Regions from separate parts of the Mus musculus genome. Here region 2 is linked to region 1. A link is a contact called in public Hi-C data. All regions are on one chromosome and are shown on one strand. Each heading gives the region's core, a stretch centred on a gene start, on an enhancer-like site or on the middle of the called end of the contact. The rest is flanking DNA. Distances are from core to core; before and after follow the strand shown. Region 1 holds the start of Klkb1 (kallikrein B, plasma 1). Region 2 holds the start of Cyp4v3 (cytochrome P450, family 4, subfamily v, polypeptide 3).

Region 1 (2,700 bases), core at 97-2,596:
AAATCTCCCTCTATAATGACTGTTGAGAGGGGCTGTTCAGGGCCATCCATGCTCATATCCTGAAAAGCAAAGGAATAAACAGGGAAAGAGCACTGACATCGAGTGTTGAAAGCTGTCCCTCCAGACTGCCAAAGGGATACTATACTTGTGAAACCCAAAGCAGGTACTTTCAGTTTAGAAATGGCTCTGTATGTCTTATATTAAAAATACTATATACTAATCAGATACCTGGATTAGACTCAAATCATTATGCAATATCTGATATTATTTCCAATTTTCAGGTAGAGTTTTTATTTAGAAGGCTGATATTATAAAGACAAACAACTCTGCGGGGGTGGGAGAGGCTCTGTTAAAGAGTAAACTCAAAACAGATATTTCTGCTAACAGGTGCAGTGATGTCTCTAAGTTCCTCCCCCTGTTCATCTGTGTTTGGGGTAATGTATCTAAGTTCTTGCCTTGGAGTATCAACAGCTGCCTTGTCCCCCAAAGCTGTACAGTTAAAGGCTTCCTCCAGGAGTGGTATAGATTGCAAGACCATTCCTCTCTCACACACTATTAATTTGAACTCCTTAAACTAATACTTACCACAGGAGACGGTAGCAAACAAGGAAACAAAATAACCCACTCGGTTGAATAAAATCATCCTTTGAAAGAAAAAAATATACATATAACTACTAGGTTGAGATCATGTTTACCATGTATTTAATAGACAATTTAACTTCATGTAGACTTCACCTTTTTGATAAATGTCTAAGTTGCAAATCACAGCACATAATCACCAGGAGAAGGAAGATTTGGCTGTGGGATATTTTGTATATAGAAAATTAAAATATTTATCATGCTTCCCAAGATCCAAATTGAGACCTCTAGATTACTATCAGTGTGTATTAGTGTATTTATTGTTAATTTTGAAGATTTATTTCTAATAATTTTGTAAAGAGTTAATACAAATAATTAAAAACACTTATTAAATTTCCAGATTAATGCAAAATTATTATGAATAAGGACAATAATATCACCCACAACCTTCACAGAAAGGACATCTTTGAAAAGAATCAAAAACTTATTCTTGGTTTTAAAATATTTTACATTAATATATTTGTATAGAAAGAAAAACAACTCCTTGTAGATTTTCTAAAAACTCAGGAAATTAGTGCATTATACCAGTGAGCTTTTGTTCATGCAGAAATAGTTATATTGAAAAAAAAAAACCCAAGACACAGGAAATAACAAGACCGGTAGAAAGCAGCTACCTGGAAGGATGGTCACGTTGTGGTTCTGGAGGAGAGGGAGTCTTCACATGAAGATGGTCTTCAAGCCCTCTGAATATGGCACCGAGGGCGGTCTTTGCTTGGCTCCAGTGTTTACACTGGGTTTCTGGCATCAGTTTCAACTGTTTAACCTGTCAATATAGTCCACGGACATCCCAGTCCAGGTTCAGCTACTTAATATGTTACCAATTTCAAGAAGTCATATAAACACGATGACAGAGCTGGAGGCTCCAAAATGGGTCCCTTTGCAGAAGAATCCATGGGAACAATTCTCTGTGCACAAAAAAAAATGCCTTCCGAGTTGTTAAGGAATCCAGATGATAGGTTGCACCCCCCAACCCCGGTTGAAAATGTGGACCTAGTGAATATGCATTGAGGAATGTTAGACTTTTCACATTAACCGTGAAACCCTCCTACCAATCCTAAGCAGCGCAGCAAGGAGATGTGTTCCAAATGCATGAAGAAGAGTGATGTAAACATTACTTTTCACGGGTCTGAAAACAAGCCCATCCCAGGAAATTCCAGTATCCGGCCAGACCCTGCAGACCCAGGCTCCAGGATGTTAACCTCAGGCCCAGTCACCGGGTCTACTACCCCCGTAGAATCTTTTCCAGGACTGTAATTGTAGATTTGGGAACAAACTCATGCCCGTGGGCTTGAGTTTGGACATTGCCTCTGGAGGCTCAGTTTCTAGGCTCATTTCAACATCTGCACTTTAAGCCAGTCCTCGATCATAAGATACTGGCCCCATTGAACTGGGTATCCAAGCATGAGCCCAGGGACTCAATCATCAATGTAATTGCAATGGACCCTGATGCCAGGCTATTTTCTATGGACCCGAGATTCAAACAGCCTTGCACATTCAACTCTAACTGCACAGTTGGCTAACCCAGAATCTATTGAAGAGATAAATGACTAATAGGTTTGCATGTTTTTAAAGCCTAAAATCATGGTGGAGCTTGCAGGATATCTCAGGGGGTCAAAGGCATTTACTGTCAAGCCTAATGACTGGAGTTCTATCCCCAGAACCTGCACAGTGGAGGGAGTAAGGCAACCCCCTAAAAGTGTCCTTTGACCACCACACCTATACTTCTTCTGTGTGTGCACACATAACCATGCAAGAGGTTGCTGCAGACCCTCTGGGTCCCTGTGTCTGTGTAGAACGGGTCTCTAGAGTAGGTGGGCAAAGCTTAGGATTAAATTGACAAACAGATGCACACAAGAGAGGTGTTGAATCTGAATGTAATCTCTGGTCGAACATTAGACTATTTTATATTACAACGAATTATCAGGAGCTACAAATCACAATAAGACAAGGTACACTGAAATTTACCAGATACAAGCAAGAAAGGAATTTGCAGGAACTAGATAAATGTTTACAATAGAAATTACCAGCCCTGCCTAGGATCAGGCTAATGCCAGGCAAGAG
Region 2 (2,700 bases), core at 157-2,656, 38 kb after region 1:
GAGAGCACCCTCATAGAAGCAGGGGGAGGGGATGGGATAGGGAGGTTTTGGAGGGGAAACCGGAAAGGGGGATAACATTTGAAATGTAAATAAAGAAAATAACCAATAAAAAATTTAAAAATAAAATGAGATGCAACTATATTAAAACCTATATTAAAGAAGATTTAAAATTGATGGTCAGCCCGTAAAACAACTATTAATAGTTAATCTGAAGAAAAGGTAGGATCTGGTGTAGGTTCTTTTAAAATGTGCCATCTGGAAGTCTCTTCTCAGTTCTGGATGTCCAGGCTTACACAGCCATGAAGATTAAGTGTTAAGACTGAATACACTATCTCTAACAGGGAACCACAGATACCACTATTTTTAAGAACTTTCTGACTTTAGGTATTTTTCTAAAGCAAAAGAACAAAATTTTTTTGCATAAAACATTTCTTTAAAATTATTTCAGGTTTAAAAAACACCACCAACAACAATAACGACAAAAACCTCTCCAATAAGTAAGATTTTTGAACCTAGCCATATAAATTTACTTCAAGGCCCTTGGCAGTAGAGTCTGCTGAAGTGGCCTTGAAAGACTTCCTCAGAAGGATTGATCTACAAAGGCCAAGAGGATTTTAACTGCATATCAATCAATTAATTTTACTTGGAAAGACTGTAACCTGTTCTATACACACATGCTATATACACATATGTATGTTTGCTATGCTCGTTATAGGATGGGAGGCACAAAGCAATTTGGCAGGCACTAGAGTGGAAATGGGTATGGGGAGAATTAGGAACTTACTCCCTGGAGGGTAAGGGTGAGTTGGAGGGGTGGGGGTGTGGAGGTTGGAAGATTTCTTCTTTCTCCTAGCAGGTCTGAGGGATGTGAAGACCTCAATTGTGGCAAGAAAAAGTTGGGAGGGAGTGGGAGCAGTCCATTAAATAGGTGTCTCTGACTGACGAGGCGCCTAACAGCCTTAGTTAGAGTAGTAGACGGAGTAGACACTTCCTTGTACATACACATACCTGCGTTGTTGGGCTTCATATAAAGCGCGTGTCCCACCAAGGGGTAGGCGCGGGCCACCGACGGGATTGACCGCATCTGCTGCCATTTCCGCGCGTAGCTTACCAGCATCGGAAAGATGCTGATCAGGATAGTGGCGCCGGCCAGGGAGACCGCGCTCGCTGCGCCCCAAAGCAATAGTTTCTGCCCACTGAGCCCTAACCACAGCCACAACATCTCTCTGATTCCCCTCTTCCCTCTGGATTGCCAGTGAGAAGGTGGCGACCAGTCGCTGCCGGGTGCAGAGGAGGGAGGGACAAATTCGGGAACTCCAAGCTCCCGGCTCAGGGCTCAGGAAAAAGAACCCCCGGGGCACACCAGGTCCTCTCAGATCTTCCAGCTCTGGAGCTGGGAAAATCTGTAGCGTCTGCACCACGCCCTGGGGACAAACTTTCCGAGGGGGCGGGGAAAGCTCCCGCAGGTTTGTTGTGATGCCCTGCACGAGTCTGCGTACTACGCGCCAGCCACTGGGGTTCAAGGCGAAAGCGAAAGACCGGAACAACTTCTGAGCTCTGAAGTTCAGAATGCACGTGAAAGCTCACGGTGTGGAAAGATGAGGATGGCGGAGGAAGTCGAATTTAGGGTAGCTTCGGGATGGAGAAGAAACTAGAAATTCGCATCGCCAGTTCCGGACACCCTAGGGCCGGCTAATGTGGGCTGTTAAGAATTTTGCAACTCCCTTGCTTTGTGGAAGGATTACAGATCTCATAAGCAGTCTGTTTTAAAAAATTCAAATGAAGAGTCCTCGGTGTCGAAAGGCAGTTTTTGGAATTCTAAATTCAACTAGCCCTTGCGCAAACCTGCATCAGTTGCTGCCCTAGGGCAGGGCCGGTTGCCCAGGGGCACCGGACACACTCTGGCCCCTGCTTCAGGGTCCGGCACAGCAACCGCCTTCCCATGACCTAGAAGTTTAGGGAAGCCACGTATCCAGTGAGTGTCAGCTGACAGACTGAATCACCAGAACTAAAGGAGAACACAGTCTAGCACTTCCCTAAACATTCTCTGATCAAGGAAAGCCAGAACTAGAGAGAACAAGGGTGGGGATGGAGGGGCTCAGAAGTGGGTGGAAGAAGGCATGCTATGAGGAGGGTTGGCAACAGTAATGGGGCACAGTCAAAGTGAAGCTAAAATGCCAAGCCTGCAGAAAGGGAAAGGCCAGAAAGAAGAAGCTAGCAAAGTTATTTACTAGCTACCCATGGAGGTCTCCAGCCTGAACAGGAGTCCCTGTTCTACACCCCATTGTCCTTACCAAAGGGCAGGATGAGAAGTGCCCTTGCCTACTGCACACTGGGGAGAGTGCCAAGAAAGTTGAAATCCACAGATGCCCTGGATTCTCATTTTCTTGAGAATGTTATTTTCATACAGAGACTGCATGGTGTGCCCACAAACACCCGTGTGGCCTCTGGGACCTGAAGAAAGCACATCTAGGGCTTTCCTCAGTTGAATTTTTAAAAACGTATTACATTCTTTTTAAACTGTATGCAAGCATGGAGATCAGAGGACAACAACCCACCATGTGGTTTTGGAGGCTCAAACGCAAGTGGTCAAGTTTGGTGTCAAGCTCTTTGGCCAGCTGAGCCATGTTGCCCACCCCTGCAGTTACTTTTTACAAAAGAGCCATCTGGTGTGTACTGTCAGGAAAAGAAGTTCATAAA

The links. A called contact is a pair of places that touch in the nucleus more often than the background predicts.
Region 2: a Hi-C map of liver shows a contact between it and region 1, with 1.8 times the contacts expected there. The contact joins the promoter of Cyp4v3 here to the promoter of Klkb1 in region 1. A contact is called at or near these places in 2 of 39 promoter capture datasets (both in liver), 8 of 484 Hi-C or Micro-C datasets (brown adipocytes, embryonic stem cells, liver and 1 more), 5 of 115 datasets of contacts at active chromatin or transcription factors (embryonic stem cells, hepatocytes, intestinal crypt epithelium and 1 more) and 2 of 9 other capture datasets (adipose tissue and pancreatic islet).

What each region holds. Positions count from the first base shown.
Region 1 is chr8:45,293,489-45,296,188 of GRCm38.p6, forward strand. Klkb1 (kallikrein B, plasma 1) reads right to left here and starts at 1,347. Exons shown (of 15, transcript NM_008455.3): 1 at 1,254-1,347; 2 at 586-644. The coding sequence starts at 643. All of the region lies in intron 3 of Gm30504 (a long non-coding RNA gene), which reads left to right.
Region 2 is chr8:45,331,757-45,334,456 of GRCm38.p6, forward strand. Cyp4v3 (cytochrome P450, family 4, subfamily v, polypeptide 3) reads right to left here and starts at 1,407. Exons shown (of 11, transcript NM_133969.3): 1 at 1,009-1,407. The coding sequence starts at 1,222. All of the region lies in intron 3 of Gm30504 (a long non-coding RNA gene), which reads left to right.